Linked DNA regions of Zea mays: region 1 is linked to region 2. Evidence: chromatin contacts called from public Hi-C data. All regions are on one chromosome and are shown on one strand. Each heading gives the region's core, a stretch centred on a gene start, on an enhancer-like site or on the middle of the called end of the contact. The rest is flanking DNA. Distances are from core to core; before and after follow the strand shown.

Region 1 (6,496 bases), core at 692-3,191, 430 kb before region 2:
GACGGCCGGACGGTCCGCGCCCTGGGGCCGGACGGTCCGCACGTACGCAGGGACGGCGGAAGATCGCCGACGGCGCCTGGATCTCGCTCCCGGGAGGGACCCCGTCGGGGAGTAGAGATCCTAGGTGGTGTCTAGGCTCGGGCAGGCCGACCTAGACTCCTCTAATCGACGTAGAGTCGAGGAGAGACGGAGAATTTGGGGATCGAGTGGCTAAACCTAAACTAGACTAGAACTACTCCTAGGATAAAATGCGAATGAAAGTTGTATTGATTCGATTGTTGATTATTCCAAATCGGCCGTAGACCTCTCTATTTATAGAGGAGGGGGGCTAGACCCTTTACACAACTGATTCCGAGCTAATCCCGCGAATATAGCTAACAACCGTAGCACAAAACTCGGAACCCTAATCTGTTCTGCGCACGTGCGGACCGTCCGGCCCACAGGCGCGGACTGTCCAGACCGCGGACCGTCCGGCCTCAGGGCCGGACCGTCCGCAACTCTCTTTTTTGGTTCGAACAGCATGCATGTACAACTAATACATGAATACATCAAAAGCAATTTTAGATGAAAAGTGCTGAGTTGCGTTGCGTTGCGTTGCATGTTTGTGGCCTGGACGGGACCGGGAGCCGGCAACTGGGCGGACCGGGCGGCAGGGTCTCAAAAAGAAAGAAAGAAAAAACGGTTTTGATGCGCTGCTGGGTCCACTCCACTTTCAAGAAAAACCGGTTTCTAGTTGCCTGGCGGAGCGCATGCATGTGATTCTCAAATCGCCAAAGATGTCTGTCTTGTAGCCGACCCAGCCACTTGCTGCTCACCTCGTCTCTCTTCCACTCGTCTCCTCTCCTCTTGCAATACATACATAACACACCCAATCCTCTCGCATCCTCTCCGGTATCGAGGTATGTCTATCGCGTCAATCTATCTGGCGCGACAAGGTAGATTTAAGGGGTGTTTAGTTTAATGAATCATTATATCCAAATTAAGATAGTGCATTATGGGTTTATTCCTCAAATTTAGTGGGATAACCTCATTCCCCATATTAGTACTAACTAACTAACTATGAGTAATGAGGTGGTGATGGATCAACTTATTCCAATCCACAAATCTAACAAAAATATTGAAGAGTGAGAAGATAATGGACTAGCTTATTCCTCAAACCAAACACCCTATTAGGGTTTGTTTGGTCCTAGGAACTAAGTATTAGTCCATCTATTTTAGTCTTATTTAATCCCTAAATTGACAAAGAGTGGAAATAAAACGGAAAAAACTGTTGTAGTCCCTAGTCCTTAGTCTCGTTTAATGTGTATTGAATGTTTTTAGTCCCTAAAATCAAACATGATAAAAACTAAGGTCTGTTTAGATCTCATGTGCTAAACTTTAGCAAAATGCTGAAATTTAGCACATCTTGAGAAACTTAAACTGTTATTATTGGATGCTCAAGTTTATCTTCACTTTTAGCAGTTATTTTTTGGATGACCGAGTGCCAAATTTAGTTAAAAAGTATAGTGCTAAACTTTAGCACCATTGATCTAAATAGACCCTAAACTTTAGTCGAGACTCGACTAAAGAAATCAAACGAGCTTTTATCACAACAGATCTTGACACAATGAAACAGATGATATTTATAAGAATAAAAACACAGTTAAAACTAGCTTTAAATTTTCTTTCAAAAAGTTTTAACAAAAAACCGATATTTATAAGGATCAGTCCAGATACCCTGTCCCCGTCAATTCCCGTTGGGGCGTTGCATACATCGCCGTCGCCGCCTGTCTCGTATCGTACCCAACCGACCCGACCCTGTAAACCCTTTTTTCCCTGCGTTTGCTAGAGTCCACGACAGCAGCGTACATGGCCACGTAGCGCCGCCTCATTGGCCTGGAGCACTGCTAAGCTGTCAAAGAGGGGGGAGAGAGAGAGAGACAGACACAGGCAGTGAGTGGGCAGCAGCCACTCGCTCTCCCCACCTCGTCTCTCTTCCACTCATCCCCTCCCTCGCCCCTTCGCCTCGCCTCTCTTCTTCGGATCGAGCAGCAGTACTGCACTGCATGCCGCCGATACAAATCCCATCCTCTCCCTCCTCTACTGCACCTGCACCACAGTAGCTAGCTAGCTATCTTTGCTACGGCGGCTCTGTAATCTGGTCCACTAGCGCTCCATTCGACCCCACCCACAGCCATGGCTGCCGTGACCGCGGCGGCCGTCTCTCTGCCCTCCTCCTCCTCCTCCCCTGCCGCCGCCAAGGCCAAGGCGTCCGCGTCCGCGTCCCCGTCGTCTCCATGCGGCCACCTCCAGTTCCCGCGGCGGCACGGCGGCCCGCGCGCGGTGCGGCTGCGCGTGCAGGTGTCCACCACCGAGACCGCGGAGGCGGAGCCGGTCAAGAAGCTGGAGAAGGTGTCCAAGAAGCAGGAGGAGGGGCTCGTCACCAACAAGTACAAGCCCAAGGAGCCGTACGTCGGGAGGTGCCTGCTCAACACCAGGATCACCGGCGACCAAGCGCCCGGGGAGACGTGGCACATGGTCTTCAGCACAGAAGGTAGGTAGCTTACCTAATTAGTAGCAGTAATCTAGTGTTAGTTAGGATAAGGTAAGGTGATGTATTGGGTGGTCGTGCATGCAGGCGAGGTCCCCTACAGAGAGGGCCAGTCCATCGGCGTCATCGCGGATGGCGAGGACAAGAACGGCAAGCCGCACAAGCTCAGGCTCTACTCCATCGCCAGCAGCGCCCTCGGAGATTTCGGCGACTCCAAGACGGTGAGCCAATGATTAATACAAATTAATTAATTAATTATATGTATGTATCACCATTAAGATAGCTATGGCAACTTTTGTTGATGTGCAGGTGTCGCTGTGCGTGAAGAGGCTGGTCTACACCAACGATCAGGGGGAGGTCGTCAAAGGAGTCTGCTCGAACTTCCTCTGTCAGTTGTCTAGCTTTAATTTCCGCCATGTCTCAGTTCTTCCATGCAGACTAATATATTATATACTAAGCATATATATACATACTAATGCAGGTGACTTGAAGCCAGGCGCTGAGGTGAAGATCACAGGGCCAGTGGGCAAGGAGATGCTCATGCCCAAAGACCCCAACGCAACAATCATCATGGTGAGTAGAGTTAGAGTCAGCTCATCCATCCATCTAGCTAGCTATCCCTCCATGAAACCGCTTATCATCTCGCACTGGTAAATCCTGATGTGTTCATCAGCTCGCAACGGGTACCGGCATCGCTCCGTTCCGCTCCTTCTTGTGGAAGATGTTCTTCGAGGAGCACGAGGACTACAAGGTCTCAAACTCTCAAATAATTAATCAAACAACAACAGAGACAGACAGACAAATTGATGAAATGAACTAATTAATTAATGAACTGAATCTATATCCAACATGATATACATAGTACACCGGGCTGGCGTGGCTGTTCCTGGGCGTCCCGACCAGCGACACCCTGCTGTACAAGGAGGAGCTGGAGAAGATGAAGGAGATGGCGCCGGACAACTTCCGGCTGGACTTCGCGGTGAGCCGGGAGCAGACGAACGCGGCCGGGGAGAAGATGTACATCCAGACGCGCATGGCGGAGTACAAGGAGGAGCTGTGGGAGCTGCTCAAGAAGGACAACACCTACGTCTACATGTGCGGGCTCAAGGGCATGGAGAAGGGCATCGACGACATCATGCTCGACCTCGCAGCCAAGGACGGTAAGCTGTCTGTCATCGCTCTTGTCCTTCGTTTTTGTGCTCGATATGAACAAGTAGCTAGCTAACTAACGTAACCTTTCTTGCTGCATTGGTTTGGTTATCATCATCATCATCATCATCCGTCAGGGATCAACTGGTTGGACTACAAGAAGCAGCTCAAGAAGAGCGAGCAATGGAACGTCGAAGTCTACTGATGATGATCCTTCATTGTATTGTTCAGCTCAAGCAATCTGGTGGTGATGAGTTTGCATTGCATTGTACGTAGTATTGCGGAGATCAATCGAATCGTTTGGCTCGTCGTCATTCTATCGATGTACATACATTATATATGATGAAAGACATATATAATCGTTTCTTTCAGGAATTTGTTGTCTCTCTGCACGTGAATTTGTTGCGAGAAAGAAAGGACACACATTAGCCTTTTCTTTATTAGGGCAATTATGAATTATACCCTTCTCTGATTCTGATTTTACTTTTTTCAACTTTGTGATTTCACCTTTCTGTTTCGACAACGAAGCTATCGTTTGCCCTTCCCTCTTAACACCATTAGCGAAAATCACAAAGTTGATAAACGGTGTTAGTGAGAGAGATAAACGGTGGCTTCATTTTCAAAATAGTGAGCTAAAATCACAAAGTTGATAAACGAGGAGTAAAATCACAATTACAGAATTAGAGAAGGGGTATAATCACAATTGCTCCAAGTAGAGGTCTGAGACCGAGAGAAGCGTGGAAGCTATAACAAACACTTCGGAGAATTCAAGTATATTCTAGATCCAAATTCACTTCTTTTCCGACGATAAACCTCTGTCAAACAGTATCCACCACAATACAATACTCCCTCCTGTAGCGGCAAGCGCGGTACTGCTTGCATTGCATAGGTGGGTTGCATTGCATCCTTGCAGCAAAACGACTGATGGATGGCGCACCACATCGTTCGTATATGCTTCTAAAGCATCCATCCACCAGAATACCAGATGCAAGAAGACACCCGGGTGCAGCCTAGATCCCCATCACACCAGATGCAAAAAAAGACATCCGCATGCAGCTACATGTAACGATCCCATTTAATGTTATATAAAAATTTCTCTCTTTTTTTTTCCTGCAATAGCCTCTACACATCACGGCCTAGAAATTATGAATTTGGGCCGTCTCTACGAGTCATATGATTTTTTTTCACGAGAAGCACGTAATTCGTCAACCTGTTCGTTTGGGTTTAGTCTATATCGAATTCTACTACTCCTACAATATTTTTTCTCTGTATATTATAACTGCAGCAGCAGTACAAACAACTAGCTTTAATCTGAAGCCAACAACTTACGTAGCCGTAGGGGCTCACATCACGCATATCTCCCCTAACACAACCTAAGTCATATATGGGGTGTCTGATTTCTAAAGACTATTTTTAGTCTCTCCATTTTATTTTATTTTAGTCATAAATTATTAAATATAAAAACTAAAATTAAGTTTTAGTTTCCGTATTTAGCAATTTAGAACCTAAAATGAAATAAAATGACAGGACTAAAAAATAGTCTCTAGAAACAAACACCCAATGTTCATCATCCTCATTTTATTATCGTCCAATTTTGCAATGAGTATTTAAGATCTTTAATGAATCCAAATAAAAAGGTTTTTGACGGGGCCGTCATCGAGGTTACTAGACTATTTGGCGCCCACTTGCGCGCCCTACAGTTACAGGTGCAAGTATCATTCGCTAGAAGCTTAACCAAAGCTATAAATAGCACAATATTATCTCTTGTTACGATATAAAGAAATAAAGCACAAATAACACACGGCACAATAATATAAAGCCGTTGCTGTAATAGTTAACAACTTCGCAAACTTAGCGGATATGTCCAGAACATATATTACCATCCTCACTGGACCTGGAGCAAAAAAAAAAAGGTCAGCGGACAGTTGATGGCATGAAAATATATGTATGTTATGACCGGCATCAGCGCCAAATTATAGATAACTCCAACAGTGAGCAGCCATATTGCCCGGTCATTTCCATTCTTGTATTTTACATGGTCCATGACAGACTTGTTGTTTACAACAAAGCAGCTAAAATGGTTGTGGCTGTTGGCCCAATTAGCTTTCTCGCCAAATCACCTGGCCGCTGCCCGTCGATTCCCTCGCGTGGTTCGAGCTGACGGTTGCTTCCAAAAGGAATGGCTGGCGTGCCTAGGCTAGCTAATTTATCGGTTCTCTCTCCTCCCATGTAATTTGGCTGGGCTGGATAGTTGGGCTATTGGAGCCGCTACAGTACTAAATGACTAGGTAAATTAGCTTTGTATTGCCAAATAGCTGCCCTGTTGGAGCCAATCTTAGAAGCTATTAGATAGGAGTTAGATACATATAAGATAATAAGCTATTAGATAGGAGTTTGTTAGATAAGATAAGATAAGATGAGAGGATGGACTATTAAACAACTCTGTACAACTCTATTTGAAATGAAGCAAAAGCACATATTTGTCGACGACTTCCCTCCGGGAGCCGGGAGCCCTAGTCGCCACCCCTTCTCCCTCCTCGCCCTTGCAACCTAATCCCATGAACAGCACTCGCGAGTACTACAGCACCGGTGTTGTAGTGCCACCTCTCGCTCTCTCTCGCCAACAGCCACGGTATCTTTAAACCATACCTAGCCATGCCCTACAACGTCTCATCCCTACAATCTACGCCGTCTCCTTGGTAGGGACTCCAATCCTATCGGTGTATCTATAATAGATTTCAAAAAAGGCAAAAAAAAGGATTATAGGCTAGTTAAGACACTAAATCCAAAATTGATAACCATCATTGAGACTAATCT
Region 2 (6,551 bases), core at 1,135-3,634:
TCAAGGTGACTTCGAGCTGGTGATCAATCAAGTTTGTAGGCTCTGCATGTAACAACAAACAGCCGGCGGCCAACACCATCGAAGCCAAGTAGTTGGATCTCTCATTCGACATTGTGCATATATATTCTTATAAGATAGAAAACATGATGTCCAGTGAACTGTTCACAGTTTCTTCAACTTAGGTACCTCAACTTGTGAGGACCTACGAGTTAAGGCTCCCAAAACATGCCACTAACTATATCTACCTACGCGAGGACTCAACTGACACATGAGCGTTGGTGGCCCCAACAGTGTTGAATTCAAACGCCTCGCCCACCATAAATGATGTCTTAGACTACCCCGGCCCGGGCCCATAGACCTAGCTAGGAATGCTTAGATAGAACTTGATGCATAGATCTCTAAGATCCTAGACTACTTAAATGACAATAACCTCCCTAATGATGATATAGTTGTGGAGTACATCTCTTACTAGGCTAAGAAGTATACATTGGTAGAAGGGAACCTTTAATATCGTGGTGTCGTAGAGTCATCTATAAATGTGTTTTCTAAAGGGACAATAACAATATACTCATTGACATCTATGATGATGACTATAGCAACTATTCATTGTCTCAGACGATAGCTGATAAATCCTTCCAAAAGTTCTCTACTACGGTGTTTTTCTATAACACATCATAAATATACCCCTGCTCTAAAACATGTTAGGGCCTCTTTGGGATTTTGACGGATCTTGGAAAGTGTCTTCAAAGTTGGATCGACTTTTGCCAAACAATTTTCTTTTTCTACCAACCGATTCTACGTTGATGATGTGAAGTGATTCACTAAAATGAAATAGGATTAGGAGCTAAAAATTGACTCTCTCTCTCTGAATTCACTCCATGCATAGAATTACAATACACAAATAGTTTATCCAAATAAAAGCAATTTTTTAAGAGGACCACAAAGAATCATTTTCAAATTTCACCGTACAGAACCAATTCCCATTAATTCTCTTCTTTCAGTCTACTTGTATGTTTGGATCCACTTATTTTTAAGAGCTTATTTTAATAAACTAGCATTTACTTGGTTGTTGAGAAAAAACACTTACTGAAGAAGCTAGAAAAAAGCCAGCCCAGATGTTTGGTACTTTTGTAGCTTTTCATGTTCCCTCTCGCTCGTTGTTTATCGCGTTGCCAATAGTGAAACGGAGGGAAGAGCAGGATCCATGGCTGGCCCAAAAGCAAGGATAAGAAGGATCTTGCCTCGACGCGATGCAAGTGGAAGGAGGATGCGTGTCAGGTGATGGCTTTGCGGGAGGCGCACACGGTGGCGACGATGGGGAACTCGTGCTCGACGCCAATAATAAGAGAAGCTCGCGAGCGATGCCTATGATGGGGGAGGATGTGAACTTCGTTGGCGGGGACGAGGAGAGGGGCACCGGAGGCGACAAAGAGGTGCACTATCGATGGGTGGGGAAGGGTGGCACTGGTGGTCGGGGCGGTCACATGCGGACCTGACAGAGAAGAGGCACACACGGGCGAAAAGCCGGAGAGCCGCTCGGTGGTGGCGTTTGGCTCATGTGTTTCGCTAGTTATTTTGGAAAAGCTGATGTTGGGATAAGCTCGTAAGAGCATCTCCAAAAGATCCTAAAAATAAATCTCCCATTACATGGGAATTAAGATCTCCCTAAATCTATTAATTCCAAAAAGTGTTAGTACTCCAACAACTCCCAATATATTCTCAAAAACGTACTCAATAGGACCCATAATACTATATCATCATGACTTATTGCACGTGAAAAAATCTTAATTTGTTGCATCCAGATCGAATGTCAAATAATTAGAGCACAATTTGGTGTAGAGGGCACAATTTGACTAAGATGACGTGTTGTGTTGCACATTCATGTCAACGTTACGACTTGTAGGATGTGTGGCATTGTATATCATTTTCTAATATTTTTTGCTGTTCATTTTCGCTGTATATTGTCCATGGACAGGCGCAAAAGTGTGTGCCACCCTAGTCGACTGAATGCTGGTGAAAACCACGTGGGAAACGAAAAACGGTGCGATTGGGAGCTCGACGGCAACAAATGTTTGCGCCGTGCACACGATGATTTTCACCTGCGAAAGTTTAGGAATGCTACATACATTACTGTGGAATTATTTCCCCTAAAATAAGGATTAGGACAATGATTTTAGGGATGTATTGAAGATGCACTAAAAAGTTGGGTGTTTGGAACTGTTTCTACTTATTTTAGATGAAAAGCCCCCAAAAATCAGATCCAAACACGGCCTCCTTTTGCGGGGTCTATTGGGCCAACTGGGCCGAAAAAAGGAGTGGACATGGACAGCAGCCGGGGCTCTTTTCACACAGACACGGGTGGGTTGAGTTGGAGTGTGGATGGAACCATACACTCTATCTCTTCCTTCTCCCAACCCCGCTCAAAACCCTAGCTCAACGCCACAGGCTCGCCGACTTTCGCCCGGCCGCCGCCGGGGACGATGGCGAAGCCTCGGCGCGGCCGCTCCGCGTCTCGCTCCTCCTCGGGATCTTCTTCCCGCTCGCTGTCCCACTCCGTCTCCTCCGGCTCTGTCTCGTCCCGCTCCCGGTCGCGCTCCCGCTCCTTCTCGTCGTCGTCCTCCCAGTCCCGGAGCCGCTCCCCTCCTCAGGCTAAGCGCAGGTGAGGCTCGACCCTATACGGTATAGATCCACTGATTCTAGGCTAATCTGTTAGGTTCTCTTGCATTTGTTCGGATGTTTTTTCATGTGTGTTTAGTTGTTTGTCCGGGTAGCGAGTTATCCCCGTCTTCAACGTTTACGATTTATTTACATATTTGTGTGTCACTTTGTCAAACCCTAGTGCCATCTGTAACCTCATCTTAAGCCTTGAGGTGGCTGCAACTGGAGTATCTAGAACGGGGCTGCTTGATTCAGATAATTTTACACTTCCACAATCGTGGCTTGCGTGTTCAAACTACTTCTGTTGAATACAGTTACAGTTATACCTTGTGGCACTCAACAGAATTGATGCTGTCATTCAGCAGTGAACAGAGCCAGAGTCTGGTAACAGTTTTTTCTAACGCTGAATTCAGTTTTTTCAGTTTTGCTTGTGATAGGCTGGAAACATAAGTTAAATATATGACCCTGCATTCAGAATTCAGATGGACACCTTTGATTGGTTCCATTTCTCTGCCGTAGGCTTATTATTTAGCCGTGCCTTTTGCAGTTCCTATAATAGCACAGGCCTGTGCTGGCCAGCATTTGCAACCCAAATCAATTTGTTGATACCATTTTATTGATTGAATCTGTTGGGGACTTGTTCTCAAATGCTTCGAATTAAGAACAAGGCAACACAAAAATGTTAAGTATAAATGCCCTTCGTCCGCTGAAGCATTATCTCCCCAAGGATTTAATGAGCTTCGGACGAAGGTCATGAGTAGAGTATCACGAAGGTTTCACCTTCGTGATCATGTTTTTAAGACAACAATGAGAAATGAAATATAAAACACAAAATATACTCACATGTTTTATTATATGAATATACAAGTATTGAAACATGATATTTAAGAACATTTATACATTCGTCTTGACAGAAAACAATAATCCGGGCGTAACGTGTCCGTGATTACAGGATCGCGTGAACAGTACCGGGATACTGTTCACCTATTTATAGGCACAGGATGCAACCTGCGCAAAATTACATTTATATCCTTTACAATCGACTACAATAATGACACAAAACATTATGGGTCTTTAAGTCAATTCATCTTTAAGTCGGTTCGATCCTTCATCTTGAGATTTGTCTTTGTGCCGAAGCTTCATAGATAATAGCTTCGGCGCTTGCTTCTGAGAAGACCTTTCGAAGGTGTTCTTTTTAGGATCTTCGGCTACGAAGCATACCCCCAACAGAATCCATCCTGCCACATGCTTTTGCTTCTCCCTGTTAACATATTTTTATTGCTGTCATGGGCTCATGGCAATTTAAACTTTTCTCATATATGAAGTCAAACAGTTACATGGCGTACATTCTGCTTGAACATGGTTGTTTGGTATTTTTCTCATGAACTGTAATGTTTCTTATGCTGGTTCTCTTTATATCGGGTGCATTTACTTATGGATACTATTGTCTGCCCAGTTCGCCTGGAGCACGGAAAGGGCGATCACCTTCACCGCCCCCTAAAAAGGGTTCACCTTCAAAGAAAGTCCGTTCGCCATCACCACCACTTAAAAAGGCTTCACCCCCTAGGTATATACAGGTTTTCATATAACTGCATATGTTACTTTAATTCTCTGGCTATGTTTTTTGTTAATTATATATATTTAAGCATGCTGTTTCACTTTTTATTTGACTATCATTTTCATCTTCTATATGTGAAGTAAACTGTATTTTGTCAAATAGGATGCTGTATATGGGTTTTATCTTGTATATATGAAGTGAATTGTAGTTTGTCAAATAGGATGCTGTATATGTGCTAACAATACAAAGGATCTTCAAAGTTCTTATTATGCTGGGTGCTACAGCTCCTCACGTTAGTAAGAAAATATCATAGCAGCATCTGATAATTTTCTTTGCACCTGTGATGTTGCTGATTACTGTTCATAAGCTTATCGACTTCTTTTGCACTATATATTTCTGGGAAATTTTCTATCATGTAACATAACCTGCTGCTGAGCAATTTCTGTTATTTTCAGAGATTTCATCTGTTTCCCTAGGAACTCTGCATGGTTTTGTGCTCCGTGTTTCCATCTCTTATCTCTACACATGACTCTTGTGCCCTAAATTATTAAAGAGGTTATTGGTTTCAGGAAAGTGTCGCCTCCTGCTGAATCAGCTGTTCTCTGCATTGATCATTTATCAAGGAATGTTAATGAGGCTCACTTGAAAGAGATATTTGGTGAGTTTGTGTTTATATTTCCATGCACTTTATTCTGTTGTAACTTGAAAGTCTACTGTGATGATTATATTCATAGTGAAGACATTAAAGATAGTAAAATTATATTTGCATTTCCATGAGTTTTCCTTGTGTGATTATCACCTGAGTGACCACTTAGTGTTTATGATAGTAATAGTATCCATTTTTTAGTATTCAAATGTCTACAGTCTATATTATGGTTGGAGCCAATATATATTTTTGTATCTATCTCCAACAATCATGTGTTCATGATGTACCCACATTGGTTTGGTTAAACACACTGATCTTCCCACTGGTAGCCTCATGTGGGGATGATCCTGTTTCTATAGTAATCGGCCAAAAGACTTGCTGATTCTAGTAGGATTTTACTGTTGTTCCTACAAACTCTTGCATACAGTACTGGCAATAAACAAGTGCTTTTGCGAAGTCGTTATGTTGCCAAATGAATCCAAAAAACCATATTGGACTAATTATCTGTATTTTCAGGAAACTTTGGCGAAGTGGTGAATGTGGAGCTATCAATGGACCGAATGGTAAGTGAACATGTCGATCTCTTGTTCTATTATTCTGGTGGGGATGTATGTCTTGTGCTCTCCTGAACACCTGCTGTTTGTTTTCTTAGGTTAACCTTCCTCGTGGCTATGGATATATTGAATTCAAGAAGAGAGCTGATGCTGAGAAGGCTCTTCTTCACATGGATGGTGTATGCATTCTACCCTATGCTTATTCTGTCTTTTTTTGTTGAAAAGTAAATGGCCAACAAGTTCTAAAAATCTATCCAGGGTCAAATTGATGGAAATATTGTTAAGTTGAGATTCACTCTTCAACCACGCCAAAGGGCTGCATCACCTGTAAAAGCTCCGCCCCCTCCTCCAAAAAGAGATGCTCTTCAGATTGAAAAAGGTGTTAGCAGTGCTGAAAAGGATGCCCAGCAGCGTCCTAAGGAATGTACGCTTCTGAACTTCGAAACTATATAATCTTCCTTATTGTTCGCTTGTTACTTCTGCTTGTATCAAGGAACTTGCTCCCTGAAGGTGCATGTTCAGCTCTATGATGAATTAATTGTTTGCATACTTCACACTTGTCTGCAGCATCTCCACGAAGGAAACCAGCTTCACCTCTACGGAAACGATCTCCAAATCGAAGGGCTGAATCACCCAGGCGTCCACCTGACCCATCACCTAGGCGCCGTCCTGATTCTCCACCTATACGTCGCCGACCAGATCCTTCTCCTGTCAGACGTGGTGACACACCTCGCAGGAGACCACCATCTCCAGTTCGAAGGCGTTCTCCTTCTCCACCACCTAGGAGGCATAGGTCACCGATGCGGTAATCAATGCTTAAATAACTTCTATAAATTTATAAGATATGTGAATGGATCACTGGAGTTGCTGATACTATTTTCTCAAACCAGTCTTTCACCTAGGAGGGGGCGTGGTAGCCCATCACCACGCAGGCGCTCCCCTGGGCCTCTTAGGCGGCGGTGAGTTTCTTTGAGCCTGTTTCTCTTTACCATTTCTGTGCAGTGCCCTTTAATACAAAGGTGACCAGATTGTGCACTTCCCTGATGTGCTAAAACTATGTAGTATTCTCCATTTTATATTTCATAGCTGTGGACTACACGTCCATATCCCTGCTAAATGTATCAAGTATTCTCTT

Evidence for each region. A called contact is a pair of places that touch in the nucleus more often than the background predicts.
Region 1: a contact with region 2 is called in a Hi-C map of ear, with 2.5 times the contacts expected there. The contact joins the promoter of LOC541626 here to the promoter of LOC103650711 in region 2. A contact is called at or near these places in 2 of 25 Hi-C or Micro-C datasets (ear and leaf).

Annotation. Positions count from the first base shown.
Region 1 is chr3:149,354,781-149,361,276 of Zm-B73-REFERENCE-NAM-5.0, reverse strand. LOC541626 (ferredoxin) reads left to right here and starts at 1,941. Exons shown (of 7, transcript NM_001111381.1): 1 at 1,941-2,533; 2 at 2,618-2,751; 3 at 2,840-2,918; 4 at 3,012-3,103; 5 at 3,204-3,281; 6 at 3,393-3,690; 7 at 3,817-4,170. The coding sequence starts at 2,176. The coding sequence ends at 3,884.
Region 2 is chr3:148,923,140-148,929,690 of Zm-B73-REFERENCE-NAM-5.0, reverse strand. LOC103650711 reads left to right here and starts at 2,384. Exons shown (of 12, transcript NM_001324272.1): 1 at 2,384-2,659; 2 at 4,115-4,225; 3 at 4,786-4,874; 4 at 5,379-5,425; 5 at 5,515-5,595; 6 at 5,675-5,840; 7 at 5,984-6,221; 8 at 6,307-6,375. The coding sequence starts at 2,481.